Regions from separate parts of the Ovis aries genome. Here region 1 is linked to region 2. A link is a contact called in public Hi-C data. All regions are on one chromosome and are shown on one strand. The core of a region is the stretch at or near the end of the contact, and the rest is flanking DNA. Distances in the headings are between cores, read along the strand shown.

Region 1 (6,465 bases), core at 1,116-3,615, 68 kb after region 2:
AGCTATCGCTGCCCCAGATGCTGAAGCCAAGATCTAGGTCAAGAATTCAGCGTTGCCCTAAGGAGGGAAAAGCACATTCAAAAGACATTCTAGGCTACCCCTGGGATGGGACCGCACAATGGCTGGCTACTTATAATCTGCTCTGGTTTCTGATTCCAAGTCAAACAAGGAAAGGGGCAGTATGCCCAATCAATTTTGGAGTGAGGAAGAAAAGAACAAATTCGTGACCAGCATGGACTGGTTCTACCCCAAAGTGAACATGAACAGGAGCAAATACAGGATGAGGCCCCTAGCAACCAACAGGTAAACCCTGGGGAGAGCCACAGTAACTGAGAGCAAGTATTCTGTGAGCATCCAGTCCAACTTGATGTCTTCTGAGGCTCTTATGAGCAGAAGTGATTTCTCTACTGTGCATAATGAAGATGTAAGAAAGTCTGGCCTCATAAGCACCAAAAATTCCCTCTCCAGGGCACACACGCCTTTGAAAGGCGCTGGATTCTGCACAGAATCTATTATTCTGTGACAGGTGGTGGAGAGAGAGAGAGAGAGAGAGAGAGAGAGAGAGAAGACAGGCTAGACTTAGCTTCAGGGCATGAAGGGAAGACGTCCCAGGTCTGCTATTAAGTGGTAAGATGGGGCTGCTCTATCGGGCGAGTTGCACACAAAAAAAGGCTTTCATTTGAAGGAGTTTGTGTTTTCCTAAACCTTTGCTTTCTGCGGGGACCTCACAGGGAGAGAGAGCACTGGGGAGTGTATTAACCCCAAGCTGACAGCAGAGTCAGCGAGTGTCACTCCCAGCCACAACCAATCTGTTAAAACGACTCAAAACGAACCCCGCCTGGCAAGGATCAAGAAAACGAGGGAAGACAGTACTACTAAACCAGGGCTCTACCCGGCAAGGCTAACTTCTGCTTCCGACCATCGCGCACCCGCTGCAAATTGCTCCCTGCGACCCGGATTACCCATCTGAACTCACCGGATCACCCATCTGATCTCACAGGATCTGGCGACTGGATTTTGAAAGGGGCCACGAAGAAACGTGAGCCTCCGGCCTCCGGCGGGCGCCCCGTCGCAGTCCGCTCCCCCGACGTCCTCCCGGGAGCTGCCACCAGCACCCCGCGCGCGCCCCGCGCCCATCCGCCCGCCCCGGCCTGGCCCGCCCTCCTCGGCTTTCCAGCGCCCAGTCTGCAACCTCCCTGCCCCGCGCCTGGTCCGCCGGGCACCGCGCTGCGGGGCCGCGAGGTGGCCCGGACGAGCGAACAAACTGGACTGGGCGCGGGGACACAAGGGAGCGGGCTGGACGAGGCGCCGCCGCCGGGGTCCCCAGGACGCCCTGTCACGCCTCCCGCGCCGGTTCCCCGCGGGCGGGTCGCAAAGCTCGCCTCTCCCGTGACCAACTCCCTCCTCTTTGCCCAAGAGACACACGGCCACCCCGGCACTACCTGCCGGGCAGGGCCCAGCGCGTGCCGGCCCCGCATCTCCACCCCCGGGGCCACCACGTCCCCAGAGTGTCTCTCCCGGGCTACCCCCGGAGACAATGGCTCACCCATCGCCCGGCCGGCCGCGCTCCATTTCAGCCATCACCGCCCTCCTCCCCTCCCCGGGCGGCCAGTGCCCCGGCAGCCCCGTTTCACAGAAGTGTAGATCGAGGCCGGGGAGGTGACAGACGAGAGAAGAAACCTGGCTGCTTATGGAGCTGAGGAGGGACCACAGACAAATCGGCCACGGAGATCAGGCCAAATGAGAGACCGCTTTCCCGGGGCCCGGCCCCGCCGCCCCCGTCCGCTCGGCCTCCGGGGAACAGGGGGGCCTCCGCCCTCGCCGTCCCTGCCGCCGCCGCCTCATCCGCCCTCCCGCGAAGGAGACAAAGAGCCGGCGCCCCAACCGGTGGAGCGGTAGCCGCTGGGGCGGGCGACGGGGAGATTTCACCCGGGAAACCAGGGGCGGGGGCGAAGGGAAGGGCGAGCCGGAGGCGCCCGGGCCGATCCGCGGCGCTCGGGGCGGCGCGGGCAACGGGACCCGCGGGTGTTGGGGCGCAGGGCAGCGGCCTGGGCGGGCGCGCTCCGAAGCCCGATGGGCGGGCGAGCAAGAACCAGGCGCGCCGGGGACCGCGGACCGCGCCTCCACGGCGGGGGCCGGTGGCGGAGCGCGCGGGCAGCGGCGCGGGTGCACTCACCGGATCGGAAGAAGGCCGCGATGTCGGCCAGGTCCTTGGCCGCCTCCTCGGCTCCCTCGCCGGCGCCGCCCCCGCAGCCCGAGCTCGCCGCGCTGGCCGCAGCGGCGGGGCCGGAGGACGCGGCGGGGGCGGCGGCAGCACCGCCGCCGCCGCTGCTGCTGCTGCCGCTCATGGCTGCGGCTGCGCCCGCGGCCGCGCCCGGCTCGGGCCCCGCGCCCCTAGCGCCGCGCGCCGCCCGCTCCGCGCCGGGCCTGGCGGCGCCGATCGCCCTGCTGTCCGCGCCCGGCGCGTGGACGCAGAGCCCCGGGGCGGCGGCGGCGGCGGCGGGCGGCGGCGGCGGCTCGGCCCGAGGAGCGCGCCCACATAGACGAGGACTCCGCCCGGGAGCCGCGAGCCGGCCGCGGGGCGGGAGCGCGGAGCCACGGCCTCGGCAGCGCCGGCCGGAGCGCGGGCAGCCACGCGCACCGCGGCGCCGGACACGCAGTCGCGAGGGCGGCGGGGGATGGGGGGGCCCGAGGGGGCCGGCGGGAGCTCCGCGATCACGGACGCCGGCGGCCGCTGCGAGCCTCCATCTTGATTTCAGATGGGGAAAGGAAGGAGAGGGGAGGGGGGAAAATCACGGCGGAGGGAACCCGGGTGAAAGGAAAAGGGAGAGCAGGGAAAGGAGAGGAAGGGGGAAAAAAAAAAAAAAGAGAGGGGCTTCGGGAATTTCCGGTGAATATCGTCTGGGGCCGGAGCGTGGGCTCGGCGGGTGGGCGGGGCGTGTGATGGGCGGGGCCTGGCGGGGGGCGGGGCCGCGCAGGAGGGCTGGCTGGCGGGCGGCGGCGGGAGCGTTTCAGCGTTGTTCCGTCTTGCGGGCGGCGGCGAAAAGGAGGGAACGCTCTGAGGCAGCGAGGGCGCGCACCTTTCCAGGCCCGGCATGGCGCCCCCCGTTGGACGCTCGCTCCTGCAGCGCCGCACCGCCCTCCGATCGCTGGAGCTGTTGATGACTGATCTCGCCGCGGGGCGGGCTGACTCCTGCTCAGGGCCCGGTGTGCGCGTAGTCTGGGCTCCACAATCGTTGTTGAATGGAAAGAGATCATGAAAACGGGTCGTGTGTTGTACTCCAGCCTCAGAGGGAATAATGGAGCAGGCCTCTGAACTGGGGGCCGACTGTCTCCTCGTCTGCCACAGTCTCCTTCGGGACTCACAGCTCCTCCGCCCCTGCTCCACCAGAATGTAGAGAAGGGGGAAGGTGATGATGGCTAAGGAGACCAAAGGAAGTGAGGGGTAGGTGACATCCAGCTTTAAGGAAGATCTGTGTCACGCCCTCATTTGACAAAATATTCGAGTACAAACACCTATGTACGTGGCTACAACCGAAGGGAGCAAAAGGTGTCTAGTGCGCCGGAAGCAAGAAGAGATAGATAAGATTGATTAAAAAAAAAACTGGTGGAATACTGATGAAACCAATATACATGAACACTGGAAATGAACAATTAAGGAAATGAATAGTGAATGATGAATACCAAGTTTTTCATTGTGAGGAAGTCTAGAATGATCTGTGTGGTACGGAATTAGAGTTGGAGACGTCAGTATGAACCCTTGTTTAGATTAATATAGATGCAGGTGGGTAAGAAAAGATTTGCAGATATGTGTGTATATATACACAGGCTCTAACATGTATGTACATTTCCTTGCTCTGTCAACTGAGTGAATTTGGCATAACACTTGTAGCAAGTCGCACATCAGGCACTCAGATCTTTATTAACACCGTTCTTCAGTAAAAGGAACCCGGGTTCCTCAGGTGAATTGGCTGACTCTGGGACTAGAACAGGAAATATACAAGAGAACCTAGAGCATCTTGTTGTGCCAGATGATAAGGAAGTGCTACGAAAAAATGTTTATTTAATCAACATCCAGAACAATGATGAAAGTCTCTCGAAGGGACACAGAAGCCCATTGAAAGAGCTCCCAGTGATCAAAGCTGTAACAATTTGAACAGCAAAATAAAGCAATGTTCTATTATACCCAAAGTATAAAATAAATATCCATGAGTGCATACCGATATAATGCAATGATTGAATGAGTAAATAATTAAGAGAGAAGAGACAAATGTTCCTCGAAGAAGAATTCAAAATAAATACTTAGATACTCTGCCCTCAGTGAGATGGAATAGTCCTTAACTGTGGTCTGCACATTCAACTTCCAGAAGAGTAACTTTATAATGAAGAAAACTGACAAACATTACTTCACAAGATCACCAGCAGAGATAAATCATGTGGATAGTATGTACCCTTGATATGATGTAATGAAAATGCCACTTTAGCCCTATTGTATTCCTCCCAGAAACACAGTCTAACCATGAGAAAAATAACAGACAAATCCCAGTTAAGGGCGTTCTACAAATGACCTGACCAATACTTCCCCAAACTGTTAAGGTCAACAGAAGTAAGGAAAGTCTGAAAATTGTCACAGACAAGACGAGCCCAAGGAAACAATAACTAAATATAATGTAGTACCCTTAAGGATCCTGGAACCAAGAAAGCACATTAGGTAAAAACTAAGAAAATATGAATAACATATGGACTTTAGTTAATAATAATGTACCAGTACTGATTCATTTATTGTGAGTAATATGGGAAAATTGGATTGAGCTATAAGGGAACTCTGTACTATTTTCACAACTTGTCTTATTATTTTAGAATCTAAATCTATTCTAAAATAGCTTATTTTTAAAAAATTTTTAATTATGTGTAGAATATCAAAAAGAAAACAATTCAGTTGGTCCAAATTTCACAGGCTATCAGCTCAGGTGTGCTGATGTTTCTTTTTCTTATTTTTCAGTTGGGTAATTTCTGTCTCCAGCTCCCATTTCTCTTCATGGCTTAATCCTAGTTTGGAGAAAATAATCTCCAGGAGCTTTCTTTGCCAGCTGAGTACATTCCCCTTCCTGCCTTCTCCCTAAGGTTGAAGCCAGACTCCCAGAGGCATTGGTGATATCACAACATGAGGTGGGGATGGGGAGATTGCACCTGGCCCTTGGTCTTCAACCTAGACAGCATATTAAAAAACAGAAACATTACTTTGCTAAAAAAGGTCCATCTAGTCAAAGCTATGGTTTTTCCAGTAGTTATGTATGGATGTAAGAGTTGGACTATAAAGAAAGCTGAGCGCCGAAGAATTGATGCTTTTAAATTGTGGTTCTGGAAAAGATTCTTGAGAACAAGGAGATCAAACCAGTCAATCCTAAAGGAAATCAGTTCTGAATGTTCATTGGAAGGACTGATGTTGAAGCTGAAACTCCAATACTTTGACCACTTGATGCGAAGAACTGACTCATTGGAAAAGACCCTGATGCTGGGAAAGACTGAAGGTGGGAGGAGAAGGGGATGACAGAGGATAAGATGTTTGGATGGCATCACCAACTCGATGGACATGAGTTTGAGTAAACTCCGGGAGTTGGTGATGGACAGGGAAGCCTGGCATGCTGCAGGCATGGGGTCGCAAAGAGTCAGACACAACTGAGTGACTGAACTGAACTTGGTCATCATGAGCCCGTGCTAGCACTGAGGCTCATGTGTGTCCTGTGTGTGTCCACCTCCTTGATGATCCTACTCGGACTGAAGGCATTGCCATGACTTTGCTGCTTTCTGCTGTTCTATCCTGCTCACCAACCACTGGGGCCCCTGGTCGCCTGCTGGCAGTCAGCACCCCTCCTGAGCTCCTGAGCGGAATGTCAAGAAGACATTCCACTGTTCCCTGGGTTGCTCAGTCCCACCCCACAAAGTGAGGCCCTGTGCTCTCTGCTCCCAGACCCCCAAAGCCTACCTTGGCACAGACTTCCTCTTTCAGAGATTCACATGGGGGTCTAAAGTGATCCATTTCCTCTCCCTCCGAATTGCAGAATTGTAATTTCCTCTGCAGGAAGTAAACTTCATCCCAGATTCATCATACTTCCTTCCAAATCTTTTATTTCGGCATAACCTTTGTGTTCCCAGGAAATGCTGTTTTTAATTTAGAAAACCCCATTCCCTTCCATTCTTCCCTCTGCCATAGGTTCCAGAAGTTTCTCTTGAAATTTAGAAGCCAGTGCTAACATCTTTCTTTCACTCTGCATGCCTCCCCTACCACCCTGCCTGTGGGTAGTGAATATGGATGCCCCTCTCTGCCGCCTAAATGGTGGAGAAAGATCATGAATTTGAAAACATCAAAACTGCTGGGGGGGGCAGGGAGCAAGACTGAATGTTAACCAGCTACAGAAAGATGGTGGTCCTTGAAAAGTGTCAGTTGGAAGAGGCTAACTCCTG
Region 2 (5,734 bases), core at 3,221-5,720:
TCCAGGGAAATCTGTTTTCCTTGCCTTTTTCAGGTTCTAGAGGCCAACACCAAGCTATCTTATTTCCTCCAAAAATGGTTCTTCAACATCAGTCCGGTTGTGACGTATAGATCCTGGCATGAACACAGAGCCCTGAGTCCTCTCCCCAGAGATTCAGGTGCCTTGCCTGGTGGGCTCCTCCTGGAAGGCGCCTCCTGGATGCTGCCGCTGCAGGTCACCCCTGGCCCTGGGAAGGATGGCACAGCCCATGGACACAGCTCAGTATCACAAGGGAGGGGCAACAAGGAGACCCACTGACACTGTCAACCCCCAAATCTGAAGAGAGTCTCCGAAGACTAGAGCCTGGAGCTGCCGCCGGCTGGGAGGGCAGAAAGCAAACAGCAGGGACTGCGCTCCCGTGGGGGCTGGAAGGGCGTGAGGGGTGCTGTAAGCAGCAGAGCTTTCTTAGGCGGTGAGCTGGGGGATAAAGACCTCTGGCTGAGCGTTCTGAATAACAAAGCCCCGTTCACAGAAGCCAAAGGGGGCTCTGGAAGGCCCTTTGCTACTCCAGACAGGGGAGGAGAGAAGAAAAACAACTGCTGGGTCAGCTTCTCCCAGAGCAAACCACCCCCACCACAAAAATAAATACACAAATAATTATAGGGAAAGAAACAAATACTTTTCATTCCTCCCCGCCCGCACACCCACCCAAGGTACCCGGTCCTAAAGGCTCCCCTAAAATCCTCGTCGTACCTTACCATCTAACAGTGCCGCGGTGCCGCGTCAACACACTAGTCACAAGAGACTACAAGCTCGGGGCTGCCTGCTTTCACCCTGGTCGAGGGTTCTCTCTTCCCGGATGGATTGGGGGGGGCGCAGGGCGCAGCGGGGCGCGGGGGGTTGGAGAACAAGGCTCCACTGACTTGGCGGCCCCCGCTGTGAGCACCCATCCCAAGCAGCGCCCTGGCCAGAGTGCCCTCCCTAGGGATCTGTCCCCACCCCAGCCCTTCAAATTAAGACTGAGATTTTATTTTTCCGTGCAGGTGGCTGCATCCCTGTCTCCTCAGGGGACTGGCATCAGGATCCTCTGCAGATGCTCAAGCTCCACAGTCAGCCCTCTGTGACCCGGGTTCCACATCCATGGATTCAACCAATGTAGATGGTGAACGACTTGATTTATTACTGAAAAACATCCGCGTCTAAGTGGACCCGGGTGGTTCAAAATGTTGTTCAACAGTCAACTGTACTCTTATTTTGTCTTTTGATACCACTTTTGTGATACAGCTGACTCTCAGAGAGTCAGTTAGCTTAGATTCTTGCATGCTAATTGTTGGAAAGGTTAAGAATCTTTTCAGATTAAAAGATGTCACAATGTTGCTTTGGGGGTCTTAATACCAGCCTCCTAGGTGTGTCATTATGGGTTCATAATTAAATAATGAAAATTACTTTAACGATCATGAGACACTCCTCTGTCACAGGGCCCATCCTAAGCTCTTTACTCAGACAACTTCACTGAATCATCCATCCATCTTCCACTGTGGATCAGTTACCATCTGAGGCGCAGAGAGGGCGAGAGCAAGCTGAAGATCACCCAGCAAGAGGCAGGGAGCTGGCACCCTGAGCACACAGAGGGTCCAGAACACGTTTGTCCATTCTTCTGCTTTTATTTTTTAATGCATATCTACATCTTTACTTACGTAATCTACTGAAGGAGGAAAATGCCAAGTGCCCTGGATTAAAACAGTATGCTTATGTTCCTTTCAATTTCTTACTGAAGCTGGTGGCCTTCTTCAATCATCAAAAGTCATTTTAAAATCCAACCTGCTTGGAGAAGGTAAACGATAAACTTTCCCCTCCCCAAGAGACATAAATTACAGTTATACTAAAAATCAGCTGATTAAGAAAACATCTTCATTCCTTTAATAAGAAAAGCAGCCTTGTTTCTGAAAGTTATTGAGTGTTTTTTAATGTCTGATTTCAAACATGTGAAATGTTATTCCTTTACTGTTTTCCCAAACCTCAGACTCCAAACCTTAGGCTAACATTATCAGCACTGGTAACATAAAACACAAGGTACTTTCAGATTTCTCAATGAGGAACCGCACACTGTCACGTCTGTGTGTGCCATGGAAGGAACCAGGACCCTGCCTGGTGTCGAGGCCACCTCGGGCTCCCCAGCTTCAGGAGTGGGACCCATGTTTGAAATAGCTGCTCGTGGTTTTCCTTTACTATTTTCTCTGGGTCAAGTGTGCCCTTGTCATCTTTCAGAAAAGGCAATTCTCCTGTAAATGAGAGATGTGATTTTAACAACTAAGCGTGTCTGTGACTGAGCAAACTGCCCTGGCGTGGGCTGCCTGGGACACCACCAGGACCCAATCCCTCCAGCAAACCGATTCTACCTGGGCATGTGGGGGAGGAGAAAGAAATGCTGATGACATGTGGGCATTAATGATGCTCTCATTCATCCTGAGACGGGGAGGCCGGGAGGTGACCGGAAGGGCCACACTCAATGGTAAGACGGGGACCCCCAAGGGTGCATCTTCAGATGCAGCTGGGTGATTCTGTCCTGTGTGCTCCCTGGGGACCGTGACAGACAGAGTCGGACACCTGACAGAGCGGACCCAGACTGTACAGGGGGGCTAGCATTTGGGGTTCTGCTGCTATTGGCTCTGCTTACTTAGTTGCTTCAGTCGTGTCCGACTCTCTACAACCCCATGGACCTTGGCTCGCCAGGCTCCTCTGCCTGTGCGATTCTCCAGGCAAGAATACTGGAGTGGGTTGCTATTTCCCTATTTATTGGTTCTAGATAATTTTAATAACAAATATCCACTTGAAAGTGGGACGAGTGGAAGATGTTGCCTTTTAGTCACTAGGTCATGTCCAACTCTTTTGCGACCCCATGGACTGCAGCCCACCTGTCTCCTCTGTCCATGAGATCTCCCAGGAAATACTGGAGTGGGTTGCCATTTCCTCCTCCAGGGGATCTTCCTGACCCAGGAGTGGAACCCAAGTCTCCTGCACTGGCAGGTGGATTCTTTACCACTGAGCCACCAGGGAAGCCCAACGGAGGACGGAGGATACATACAGCAGAACAGAGGCACTGGAGGACCGCAGGCGTCTCCCCGCCACCTCACACTCACACCTGCTCCTCAGCAGACACGTCCAGGCCTCTGCGCCCGCTCCCTGGGCCCGAGGGCCCCGCGGCCTCTGCGTCCCAGGGGGTTTCTGGTGGCATCGGAGGGTCTTAAGAGGGGTGGCTGAGCAGGAGAAGCCGGCTCTGGGGCCAGGCTGCCTGACTCCAATGCTTGCTCCCCCTGCCCAGCCTTGGAGCCTCAGCTGCCACCCCTCAACACACAAGGTTATCATAAGGATTTGACCTCATAAAACAAATGAAAAACACAGAAAAGAGGAAAAAGCGCTGACCCAGTTCAGAACACACTCAGGTAGTATCCTCCAATGACAGAACCATGTTAAAAGATAAACAAGCCAATTTACACACCTGCTCCCGTTTCAGCACACACTAAAAGGAACCGCACAGCCGGTGCATGGCAAGTCAAATGATACAATGGGTGTTTAAAACCCAAGAGGCATGGCTGGGAACTGCCATACAGAAGTCTACAGGATGTATTAAAAGAAAAGCTCCTCCATCCTCAAGATACCTCGGCGTCAGTAACAGGACAAGAGTTCGGGACCAGAGATTATTTATAAAAAGCCATCAATATTCCAATGACCATTCAGTTCTCTGAACAGGCAGGGTGTCCGACACGAACTCCAGTCATCCAGAAAAGGTGACGCAAATACAAGAAAGAAGATAAAAACCACCTTGTTGTCTGAAGCATCTTTTCAAATAATCATATAATTAAATGGGGATGCAAGGCTTAACACCAATGACTGGACAAGTAGGACCCTAAGGTCAACACTGGACGAAAGCTAATTCATGCGCACCAGGCCTGTTTATAAATTCTAGAAGTGTCTGCAGTGTCTCCACTGTCCAATCAGATGATAGGGCAGATTCAGAGAACCCTGACAAACGTAGGGAAGGAAACACGTTTCTACAGGTTTACTGCGACAATGAAAACTCATGGTCACAATCTGAATAGCCGACTAAGCTTGCACTATGTGCCTGGTTCTGCATGGATTATCTCACCGAAGCATCAAGATGACGCTGGGAGGTAGTCGTTACCATTTGTCACTCCCAGTTCATAGAGAAAGTAAACCAGAGGTCCGAGACCTCTGATTACAAAGTGAGGCACTGATTCAAAGTGGACTCCAGAACACAAGTTCTTAATCACTAAAGTGTAAATAAACAAAAAATGACCAAACCAGCATAAATTAATGACCGGTTCTTCCCACTAGTGTCTTGCTCAAACCCAGTCGTCTATTTCGGAAGAATAAGACCAATAATGTGGTTTCCCAATTTCCGCATACTTCTGGGGAGTAGACTTTAACTCATGTCACTGATGTGACTGCAAATAAAGATTTGTGCACACAGATGAGATCACACACTTCCTGAGGTCACTGGGTCAGAGTCAGAGAGACCTTAGGGGTCATTTAGTTAAGTCTTCATTTTATGGATGAAAAATCAAAGTTCAGAGCAGGTGAAAAGCATTCTCCAGGTCACATGTAAAGAATCCAGGTCGAAACAAAGAAGGTCAAAAGGGAAAAGAAAACAAAATTTTTAACACTAGCACATTCACTAGTAAAACATAAAAACATAATAAAGTGCAATACATTTCTAGGCTGTTTTACTTAACGTAAATTCATTTCTCTGTTCTTACTACTGAACTTATTAACAGGAGTAATGCAGTATGCTGCTGCTGCTGCTAAGTCACTTCAGTCATGTCTGACTCTGTGCGACCCCAGAGACAGCAGCCCACCAGGCTCCCCCGTCCCTGGGATTCTCCAGGCAAGAACACTGGAGTGGGTTGCCATTTCCTTCTCCAGCTACTTTAATGTAAAAGAAAAACAAAAACAAAACATTATGCTGCTGATCTGAAATCAATGAGAGGCAAAATGATCTGAGACAGGACGTGTTTCATTGCCTAAGGTCAGAAGCAGACAGAACATTCCCTCGTCTATACACATGCATCGACTCATGTCACAGACAAATCAATGAGGCCCTATATCATCCAACTGAAATATAACACTCATTTTAATCCATCCATTAAAAGATCATTACTCGAAATAAGGTGACAATAGAATTGATTTCTGATTTGTATTATAATAGGTTTCCATCCCTCTGCTGTGTTCTTTCACCCTTTCTAGTGAGCCAGGGCAGATACAGACTTTAAATAATAGATTTTTTGTAACTTTTTCAAAAAGCTGTGTGTGTGTGGGGGGGGGGGGGGGGGGGTGTCGGTCAGGTCAACCTCTATTTCCCAATCACCCTGAGACCAGCCCATGGGCTTTCAGGAGTCCAAAGCTATGGAGGGGCCTGTTGAGCTGGCCGGCAGTGTCAGTGTGGCCCAACACCTGGAAGACTGGGACCAACAGCCTCAGTTTCCCTGACTGTGGAACGAAGCATGAGAGATGAATCCTCCTGGGGCCCTGCCTAAGTGATCCACAGCATCACCTTCCTTGAGACATGGAGGTTCTGATCGTGCACACCAAGGCTTGCTGGTCTACCAAGTCAGCCAGAGGACCCCAACACCAGTAAGTCACAGCCAGCCTTCACGGCCTGTCCGTCTCTAGTTTTCTAAACGTGTGTGATGGAAACAAAAAGGAAACTTTCACGGGAGCACGCTACAGATTTACA

The links. Hi-C and Micro-C count contacts between places; a contact is called where the count stands out from the background.
Region 1: a Hi-C map of liver shows a contact between it and region 2, with 2.3 times the contacts expected there. The contact joins the promoter of TRIO here to the enhancer-like site in region 2. A contact is called at or near these places in 2 of 16 Hi-C or Micro-C datasets (liver and tail adipose tissue).

What each region holds. Positions count from the first base shown.
Region 1 is chr16:59,157,108-59,163,572 of ARS-UI_Ramb_v3.0, forward strand. It overlaps TRIO (trio Rho guanine nucleotide exchange factor), which reads right to left and starts at 2,366. Exons shown (of 57, transcript XM_060400268.1): 1 at 2,177-2,366. The coding sequence starts at 2,348.
Region 2 is chr16:59,086,546-59,092,279 of ARS-UI_Ramb_v3.0, forward strand. The region is part of intron 1 of TRIO (trio Rho guanine nucleotide exchange factor); the gene reads right to left. It overlaps LOC132657922 (a long non-coding RNA gene), which reads right to left. Exons shown (of 2, transcript XR_009596722.1): 2 at 1-5,734. Among named protein-coding and RNA genes, the nearest start is that of TRIO, 70 kb to the right of the region's middle. Within about 2 kb of position 4,471, at least 4 of the 54 cell types and tissues checked have an H3K27ac peak or open chromatin away from gene starts, as enhancers often do. A contact at or near this core is called in liver, where this site is marked.